2 separate regions of the Zea mays genome follow, and region 1 is linked to region 2. A link is a contact called in public Hi-C data. All regions are on one chromosome and are shown on one strand. Each heading gives the region's core, a stretch centred on a gene start, on an enhancer-like site or on the middle of the called end of the contact. The rest is flanking DNA. Distances are from core to core; before and after follow the strand shown.

Region 1 (5,170 bases), core at 2,152-4,651, 150 kb before region 2:
TCTCTCTTTCCATGATCTACCACTTTAGATCCATGCCTGGAAGAAACAAAGCATACAAGAGGAATGCAGATAACTTAATCCCAAAATCTGTTAATTAATTGCAAGATTGCAATATTTGACAAACCAATGTCTAAAACAGATACCATGAAGTTCAAGAAATGATCAAGCCTCACTTGGCCAATAACCTCTCTAAGCTAAATAAGAGACGTGCTGGCTAGGAAGATCAACTTCCATGGTGACACCCACTGAAACAATATATAGTTTTCCTTTTATGTGGATTGTAAGCAAAATCAATTCGCAATAAGCCAAACAAACTATTTTAGATAGAAAAATATATTACCCTGCACCCCAGAGGAACTCCCCAACCATAAACCAACTGATCCATTCTGGAACTTTCTAACATGAGACAGTTTTCTAAGGATAGAAATAAAACTAACCACAAGGAGCCAAGTCAGCCAACCAAACTGTATCTGATAAATAAATTGTGACCTCAAAAGGAACTTTCTGGCCTACAGATTTATTACAAATAACAATAGATAGTCTCTTCAAATAATTTGTCACCCAAGACAACTGCAGTCAGCAAATATACTGACACAATAATTCATGAAAGCTAATTTCAGGGACACCCTCTGAAACTTAATTCATTAGCCCACAATGCTAGCAATTATTTCACCACAAAAATCATCGGCCAATAGAAAACCAATTAAGTCGAAAATGGCAATAGTTCTATCAAGCTTTTTTCTGCCACAGAAGCTACCTTATGCATAGAAACACTGCAATAATTTAGCACACAAACTATAAGCATAATACATTAATACATGTCATTAGTAAGGAACAAATACACATTGTTCACATTAAATAGAAATATATAAGTAAAATATTATTACTGTAATACTAGGACAAGGTACAGCTACAATGCTGCAGCCTTGTAAGAGACGAGTGCAGTATTTTCAGATGTATAACCATATATAGAAGAGAAGTTACCGGTTTTGATCTTTATCATGATAAGAACTTGTGCTAGGTGAACTTCTTGAGTGGATTTTACTTGGACTACAACTACGATCAGGTCTTGCTCTCTCAATCAAAGAATCCAGACGCCCACTGCCTGAAGATTTTTCCAAATGCACACGTTGATCACGTGTGTTTGGAGGCTTTAAATCGTATTGGTCGTCATTTTCCTCAGGAGGTCGTTTTTTCCCTCTACTTTCTTTATACCTGTTGCCATAATCCTCATAATGATCATCTTGAACTGCATCCTTTCTGTAATGGCTCTCTGAGCTTTTGTGCCCATCTTTAGCACTCTTATAATTAGCTCTATCACTTTCATGACTACGAGCCACTCGCTCATCAGAAAACTTGTCATCATGTTGCCTTTTATCCCTTCCATATTCGTCCTTGTACTTTTCCTTATACTTGTCATCATCAAACCTTTGCTCCTTAGAACTCCTAGATTTACCATGTTCATATCTGGACAGGGTCTTTCTGTCATCGCTGTCTCTATTGTCAGTGGGCCACTTATCTGTATCTTCAGAATCATCTTTTCTTCGGCTGTGTTTGTCAGCTTGCATATCAGGATTATTGTACTTCCCTTTTGCTGAAATTTCTGCCTCCAAAATTAGTAGTTTAGAAGAAAATTCTCAGCAAAAGAGAAGAAAACAACCCAAAAATATATACAAGGAAATTCAAATAAGCAGCATTCAGGTAAAACAAGTACATAAGTAAACACCATTCAGCATAGAGCAAAAAAAAAAGATCTTCAAGTATACTATACAACTACTTCACTGAGGCAGGGCCCAGCACTATGAAAGGCAATAGATCATAAGTACAAGAAATAAGGTTTCATATAACTTTACTAGAAGATATCGAGCTGTTAGCTATATATAATAAACACATCAAAGTTTAATGTAGCAAAGGGAAAGATGGATGCTAAATCGTTCAGTGTGGTAGAAAAGAATACAAATTGCTAGCACTATTTTCCACCACTTTCACAGAGTTTATTAATATATTATACCACTATTAAAAACAATTATAGCATCATGCAAGACTCTAAATAAAATCAGGATAAGAAAAATGTAACACATTGCAGTAGGAACATGACATATAATCGTACATAGGGCAAGAATGCTATTGGTATTGTGGAGAACATGTAAAAAATGGGCTACTTACCATTGACATCTGTATCTCTCCTATACAAGTAGGCATCCTCTTCCGCCCTACTCGTCTTTGAGCCACTCTTCCTGCTACCGCCATCCTCATACCTCTCATGCTTGGAATCATAATCTTTCTTGTCCCTCTCACGGTCCTTCTGCCTATCACGCTCCCTCTCCCTTTCCCTATCCCGCTCTCGATCCTTATCTTTCTCACGCTCGTGTTCCTGTTCCTGTTCCCGTTCTCTCTCCCTCTCCCTCTCCTTCTCCCGTTCTCTTTCCTTCTCACGCTCTCTATCCCTACTCCTTCCCATATCTCGCTCCCTCTGCCGCTCCCATTCTTTTTCCCTTTCCCTGTCCCTTTCCCTTTCCTTCTCCCTCTCCCTATCTCTGTCATCCTTATAATGCCCAGCACTCTCCTTCCTCCCATCCTTCTCTTTCTCTGACCTCCGCTTCCCAGAGTCACTCTTGGACGCAACCTCCTCGGCCCTGTCATCCACAATCATCGCCCGTCTGCTTGACCTCTTGGACTCATCCCCCGATCCCCTGGACTTGTCGGGCAGTTTCTCCATTTCAGCATGCCCAAAGGTCTCACTCTTGGACCTCTTGTCGACCAGGTGATCGTCGCAGACGCCACTATTCCACCGGTCGCTGACCACATCCACCACGGCATCCTCAACCCTCTCCTTCCTCTTTTTCCCGTGCTCCGGGTACCCGTTCCCCGATCTCACGGGCTCCTTCCCCGAGGACGAACGACGCCTCTCGGGCTCGGCATCTTTGGAAACCCTAGCCGCCGCCGCGGCCTCCTCCCGCGCGCCCGAGGCCGGAGCCGACTCCTCGCCCTCTGACTCCGACCGGTCAGCGGACCCTCCCCGCCTGTGGGACCGGTGCGACCTGTGACGCGAACTCCGAGGCATGGTGGGCCAACCCTAACAGAACACCACCAACCCAGATGCGGAAGCTCCGAAGCTGGCGACGCGGGGCGCGCGGGGATCTAGGCTGCCGTGGCGGCGGGGAGAGGCGAGCGCGAGGGCGCTTGGGGTTCAGCGGCTAGGGTTTTGGTAGGGTGAGGGAGCGGAGGGGAGGGGGAGGGGGAGGGGGAGGCGGCGGCCGCCGGGATGGGAGACGACGAGATCGTGTGGGTGGAGAAAATGGGAAAGGAAAATGTTGGTTGTTTTTCCGGTTTTGGATTTGGGACGAGGCCGGGAGGGGTTTGGTTGGGGATTTGGCCCTGGCCTGGTGGTGGTTTGCTTCGCTGCGGTACGGGGGCGCGCGTCGGGAACTCGGGATTGGGCACGGGAGTAGAGATTCAAAAACCGTCGGTACATCTTCCGGAGCTTCTTATTTTCATACCCAAACAAAACTAGATATATAACTGTGCGTTGTCACGAGAGTTAAAAATCTGTATAAAATATAGATATGTAACGACAATTGTCGTTATGATATGAAAAATCTGTGTAGCAAAATATTACATTAACACTAATATTATATTTTAAGTATAGGCTGAATGCTTTGGTATCTATTTATAGTCGAAGATTTAACTAGGAAAGTTTGATTAATCATTCACTGCCCAGATGCAACTGATAACACAACAAGAACCCAATTTGGAAGGACGAGAAAGAACCAAATGCACACGGTTCAGCTCATCCTTCCGACTTGAACATCCATCAAAGCTAGCATAACATAGTTATATACATTGATAAGTAAGTTAAAATAAATCAAACAATCTAGGAGATAAATAATGTACTCCTGTGAGTAGCTAACACGACATTTGGTATAAGTTTCATATCCTTACTTTTCACATATGAGCATTCATATCTGCTAGTTATAAGCAACATGTCGTAAAAGTGTTGTGGAAATGATTGAGTAAATTTAACGGTAGTTGATAGTTAGTCACCATTTTCTATATATTGTGCACAAAGAGAAGTATGCCTAAGAAACTAAGTATATCTATTAAAAAACTTGACCAACATAGAAGGGTTTTTAATTAAGGGTTTTTAATTAAGAACACATACAAAAATTTGCCTCTACAATGACTTGGACTTGAGAGGTCGGGTGTGGGCGTACATGCATACTGTCGACCAACTAAGCTACACTGAGCTTCTTAAATTTTTTATTTTAATTAAGAACACATGCAAAAATTTGTCTCGACAAGAACGCATACAGCGTGAGCATGAGTGGATGAGGGGGCATCCGTAGCTTGCATAGTTGCTTGCTTGCATGCATCGTGAGTGGGAGAGCAGGTGCATGTCGTGCGCGATAAGGTGAGGGCTTGCATGCAACATGAGTGGATGAGGGGGCACCTGTAGCTTGCATGCAGCGTGAGTGGGAGAGCAGGTGCATGTCGTGCGCGATAAGGTGAGGGGGCACATTTTGGTCTACGCTACCTTCTTAATAGTTAGTAGAGATGACCAACATAGAAGGGTTTTTAATTAAGAACACATACAAAAATTTGCCTCGACAAGAACGCATGCAGCGTGAGCCGAGGGAGCCATGGGGCCTAGCTTCGGAGCTAGGTGCATGCAGCATGAGTGGATGAGGGGGCACCCGTAGCTTACATAGTTGCTTGCTTGCATGCAGCGTGAGTGGGAGAGCAGGTGCATGTCGTGCGCAATAAGGTGAGGGCTTGCATGCAGCATGAGTGGATGAGGGGGCACCCGTAGCTTACATAGTTGCTTGCTTGCATGCAGCGTGAGTGGGAGAGCAGGTGCATGTCGTGCGCGATAAGGTGAGGGGGGCACGTTTTGGTCTATGTTATCTTCTTAATAGTTAGTAGAGATAGAAATATAATTTTAGGATGTATATTAAGAAAATGAAACCTCCAACAGTTCTCTAAACAAAATCTCAATTTGTCCGCGCACCCTAAATCATATTCGTGCTCCTCAAATGTTTGCCATTCACATGCACTCACAATCTCGTGTTCGCGCGCACGACACCAACAAAACTCCGAGGACGTCTTCCTTTCGTGCCATTCTCTTTTTCTCGTCTCCTCAACCTCAACGCACACACCTCCGGATCTCGAC
Region 2 (5,105 bases), core at 91-2,590:
TTTATATCAATTATTTAAAAAGATATAAAATAGATGTGAGATTTACTTTTTATGGATCTTTTTTATGGATCTTTATAAGACAAATGCTAAAAATAAGAATATAATTTTTATAAAAAATATATTCTATTTATTCACAATTAAAAAAAGGCTGAAAGTTAACATTCGAATTGTTAGTTAAATTAACTAGCTAACAAATAACTATATAAATATTAACTAATTTATCAAAAGAGAATATATTTAGTGCACATGATAGACATATTAAATCATCACCACTCATCCTAGTTCTAATGAATATAGTTGCTTGATATATTTTGCTAAGAACACCCTCCGACATTGTGGCGTGTAGTGGTGGAAGGTGTAATTTGTAAATTATAATGATCAACCAGAGACGTTAGATGTAAGATAGATAATGATGATTTAATATAGGCATAATGTCCTCTTTGTCAAAAAAAAAGCTAATCAGCCTATGAACCGGTAGACACGCAGCACGGTGGACCGCTCAACTCAAGTAGAGATGGCAATGGGGCCCCGATCCCCGATTTCCCGCGGGGAATTCCTCTATTAGGGGATGGGGATGGGGAAGATTCTCCCCCCGTGGGGATGTAAACGGGGAAAAATCCTCCTCCGATGGGTAAACGGGGACGGGGATGGGGAAACATTCCCCATCCCCGTTTTCCGCGGGGACCCGTTAAACTTATATATGGTGATGTTTTCATGTAATATATAATGATAAAAATAAATAATTACATTGTTAAGAGATAACTCATTGTACAAATATGTTATTTTGATGGACCCATAATGAGTTCTAACATCTGACAATGTATATAATGTATATAAGTGACAATGTTTTGTATTAATAAAAAAGAAAGTATGTCATAATTATAATTTAAGCGGGGACGGGATCCCCGATGGGGATTTATCCCCGCGGGGAATGGGGATGGGGAAGAAATGCCCCCGCAAGAGTTCGTGGGGATCCCCGCGAAGAAATTTTTTATCGCGGGAATGGGTACGAGGAGCCAAAACCCGACAGGGATTTCCCCGTTGCCATCCCTAAACTCGAGCGTTTCAGACGGCAAAAACGGACGAGATAATTGGATTTTTGTCACTCACAATATTGTCTTCTTGTTATAATTACCACTGTATCTATGAATTGTGGATCCAGCTGGGTCTATAAAATGTAGGCCTGATGGCAATTTTACAAACCTGTTTTTTTTTTTTGCTGATGGCAAATATCACAATCTCTCAAAACGGACAGCGCCGGCGCACGTCCGAGCTGGCGCACCGGACCTCCTAAAAATCGTGCCTCCTCGCGGCCGCGCGGTCGCTGGCGCGGTGTGGGGGTGAGGCGGACGCGCGCAGGGCTCATGGCAGCTATCGCTCTGCCTCTTCCCGGCACGCAACCACCTCACGCCTCTGCCTCTTCTTAATCTTAAAGTCAGTCAGTCCCCGGGCCTTGCTCTCCCTCCACTTCCGCCGCGACGATCTCCTCCCACCCGTAGACCAACAACAACGGTACTAACCAGTACCAGCCCCGCATGCCTCTCGCGGCGGCTGCCGCGGCCGTTGCCGCATGTCCTTCGCCGATCGGCCTCACCCGCTCTTTGTGCCGTATCGAGGCGCATCCGCGGCGCCGGCGGAGGTTCCGGTTGGAGGCAAATTCGTCGGCGTCTACGTCCGCTCCCGCGCCGACCGCGGCGGATGAGGGAGGCGGAGCGGGGTTGTGCCCTGTGGTCAGGTTCGACATGGCCGACTTCACCGTCGCCGACCGCGTCAGCGTCGGGCTCCATGGACGGGTAGGTGCTGATCGCGTCTTCTGATTTGCTGTACATCTCGTTAATTTTGTGGCGCTTCTCTTCCCGTTTTGCCAATAATTAATGATTTGTTTTTGGGTTCGTGATGCAGTCGGATGAGATGATCTTCGAGGCCACGGTGTGCGATCCGAGCAGGTCAGTGCGTAGGACACCGATACTCTAGACAATACGAATTCGTCGTATTCGTGCCGATTGTTTCTGATTTTGGCGTTTTCAGCGAGCTGTATGGGTCAACGGTGGTCCTGCGGCAGCTGAAGAGTTTGCAGGCGAAGCGCAGGGGGCGTCGCGCTCTCGAGGTGGGGTTCATCTACTGTGAACTACGGTATTGCGTTAGTTCGTTGGCTGAGCCGCTGAGCTTGTGTGTTTGTGTGATTTTAGGTGCTGAAGAAGCTGGCTCGTCGCCAAATGATGTACCACTCCTACGCACTTCAGGTCCATGGTTACATTGCTCCGTGCAATGCCGTGGAGGAGGAAGATGTCCCGTTAGTATTGGTTCATGGGGTTAGTGCTTTTCTCTTACTTCCTCATGCTGATCTGGGTTATCTTAAATGCGTCAGTGTCATTTTCAGGTTTCAATTTGGGATCTAGTTGCAGTTTGGAGCCATTTTCATGCCAGCTCATGGGTTTTAGGTGTATGTAGGTGTAATTGACACATTAATTTTGTATATTATCCAAACAGAATATTGGAACTTTTCAGAGCTGTTTTCGTGTATATTTAGCTTTTCAAAAAGGGTTAGATTTTGCTTCCCTATAGATGGAGCAATTCACTCACTGAGGCACTGGTTTTGTTATCCATCGACCATCATTTGGTTTATTTATTTTGTGCAGTATCATGGGAGTCATTCCCTGCGTCACTGGTTGCAACTCTCAGATTGGATCCCAACCTTAGAGGCAACATTAGCGTTGGACGAAGAACAAGTGAGGAGGGTAGGAGATGACTCTGTTGGAGGACCAGCTGTAACTCGACAGCTGCGTCTTATCAGGATATTGATGAGAGACCTTTTGATTGGTGTAAGCTACAAACACAAGATTGCTTGAAGTGCACTCAGTACCTGTTGATCTGGAATTGAATAAGCACCTTATTTGATGCAGGTAAATTATCTACATAGCCATGGGCTGGCACACACCGAGCTTAGGATAGAGAATGTTCACGTGAGCCCAATAGACAAGCATGTTAAAGTAAGCAGCCTTTTTTTGTTTGTGTAAAATTGTTGTTTTCTATCCTTACAATCATGCGTTGGTAGTTTACCATGTACATTAAATAACATTCTTGTGCATTGTAGCCACACAACTGAAAATTACACTGCTTATTCCACATGATTTTTGCATTAAAAAATGTCTGATGGAGGAAGGCTTATCCCACAGTATTGCACTAAGAAGTTCTCAGTCAACTAATCGAGAAAAGGCCTCAAATCCTGGCTTCACCTCTATAGGGCTAGTTTGGAAGTCCAAAACCCGGAGTGGATTGAAGGTGCTAAAATCTCCTCCTTAAGGCTAGTTTGAGAACCACAATTTTCCAAGGGATTTCTATTTTCCCATAGGAAAATGAACTAATTTTCCTTGGAAAAATAGAAATCCCATAAAAAATGGGGTTTCCAAGCCCTTATATTTCGAATAAACAGAGGATTTTAATCCCTCCAATTCCCTTCGGGTTTTGAACTTCCAAACTAGCCCATAGGGTCGCACCATTACTTGGGTTTGTGAGTGATGACCACTGCCGCCACTATCCCTGTTGGGCTGCACCATTATCACAGGTGGCCACTGGGCAGTGGCCTTGCCACTATTTTTTTAGGGTTGCCAGAGAGGGGCCTTTTTTTGTACTGCAAATCCTGGACAGCAGCTCCTTCACCTAGGGAGCTGACAGTTACATTATGGAAGCATTGGCAGGATCCTGCACCACATTTGGTCAGTAGAGTGTCCTCGTATGTTTAAATGACACTGTACTTCCTGGTTGCAGTTTAACTATTTACTATATTTAAGTATTCACCTCGCAATTTTAAGCGCGCTAAGTTTTGTTATTCTTTTCACTGTTTTAAACATGTTAAATGACAAATCAACAGCTGTCTCTAACCTATTGTATATCAATATAAAAAACAATTTATGTTCGGCTCCTGTGTTTTCAAGTCGTCCGACTAATCGCGATTAGTCGCGATTAGTCGGGCTAGTCGGTTAGCAGAGCTCGATTAGGCAGCCGACTCGACTAGAGTACCTGGTCGCCCTGGTCGTCCGACTAGTCGACGATTAGGGCCGATTAGTCGCTCGATTAGCCGGTTCTGGGCGACTAGGTTTAGGACCTAGATTTTTTTGGACTTGTAGTATTAATGTGTGTTGTGTGGTACTGGTATCTGGGACTTGTAGTATTAATAACTAGAAGTGTTTCTCTGCTGTTTTCACTTTTCAGTATTGCTGAATTCATGTCATGTTTACCCTATCCTTCATAATATAGTATATGAAGTTCATATATACTATATAGTTATATAATTATTTACTATATAGTATAATAGTATAATAGTATATATTATATAGTATATACATAGGTCCTGGTCTCCTGGATGAACAGGACGACCAGTAAACGACCAGGTCGACCAGAGCTCGATTAGTCGGACCTAGTCGACGACTAATCGAGATTAGTCGCTGGTCGGTCCCCCAGTTCGACTAGCTGGTCGAGCGACCAGAAAACATAGTTCGGCTCTTTAAATTGAGAAATTAGGGGCGTATCCAATGTTCTGACTTAGTGCTAGCTGAACCAATTTTTTACTGATTGAATATTGCAAAAGGCAAATGCCTTTTGCTACCTCTCCTCACCACGTTTGCTAGCTTAGAACCAGTGTTAGCTTATATTGTTGGAGATGCCCTAGGTGCCATGATATAATAGACTCTCAAATTTTAACCATTGTTAATTATGACAGCTACAACTTGGCTGTCATGTGGGCTACAAACAACTTGGCTGTCATGTGGGCTACAAATTTCTCTTTGCTGTTTCTGCAGCTTTAACTCTTGATAAATGCACAACTAGATTCCAACAAGATTTAAGAACATGGTCTCTCTTCTAGCTATAAAGTTGCTTCTTAAACATCAATGCTATTTGCAAAATTGAACTTCTAACTAAAAATGCTGAGCTGGGCTACCAGTGTTGAAATGTCATGCAAGTATCTCTGTACATCAACATTCTTACATTCTGAACACTACAATATTTTTCAGTGCTTTGCAAACATTTTGTTTTTCTAGATTTATTTTCAATACTTAATGAATTAATAATCCTCTTTTTGAGGGAAAAAACTTTCTCAGATTCGT

The links. Hi-C and Micro-C count contacts between places; a contact is called where the count stands out from the background.
Region 1: a Hi-C map of leaf shows a contact between it and region 2, with 6 times the contacts expected there. The contact joins the promoter of LOC103651410 here to the promoter of LOC100281444 in region 2. A contact is called at or near these places in 14 of 25 Hi-C or Micro-C datasets (bundle sheath, ear, endosperm and 3 more) and 2 of 3 datasets of contacts at active chromatin or transcription factors (leaf and seedling).

The regions. Positions count from the first base shown.
Region 1 is chr3:218,788,074-218,793,243 of Zm-B73-REFERENCE-NAM-5.0, reverse strand. LOC103651410 (zinc finger CCCH domain-containing protein 13) reads right to left here and starts at 3,401. Exons shown (of 5, transcript XM_008677045.4): 1 at 2,167-3,401; 2 at 985-1,603; 3 at 1-36. The coding sequence starts at 3,064.
Region 2 is chr3:218,640,882-218,645,986 of Zm-B73-REFERENCE-NAM-5.0, reverse strand. LOC100281444 (protein kinase domain containing protein) reads left to right here and starts at 1,340. Exons shown (of 13, transcript NM_001154362.3): 1 at 1,340-1,793; 2 at 1,903-1,946; 3 at 2,029-2,107; 4 at 2,190-2,312; 5 at 2,640-2,822; 6 at 2,904-2,990. The coding sequence starts at 1,536.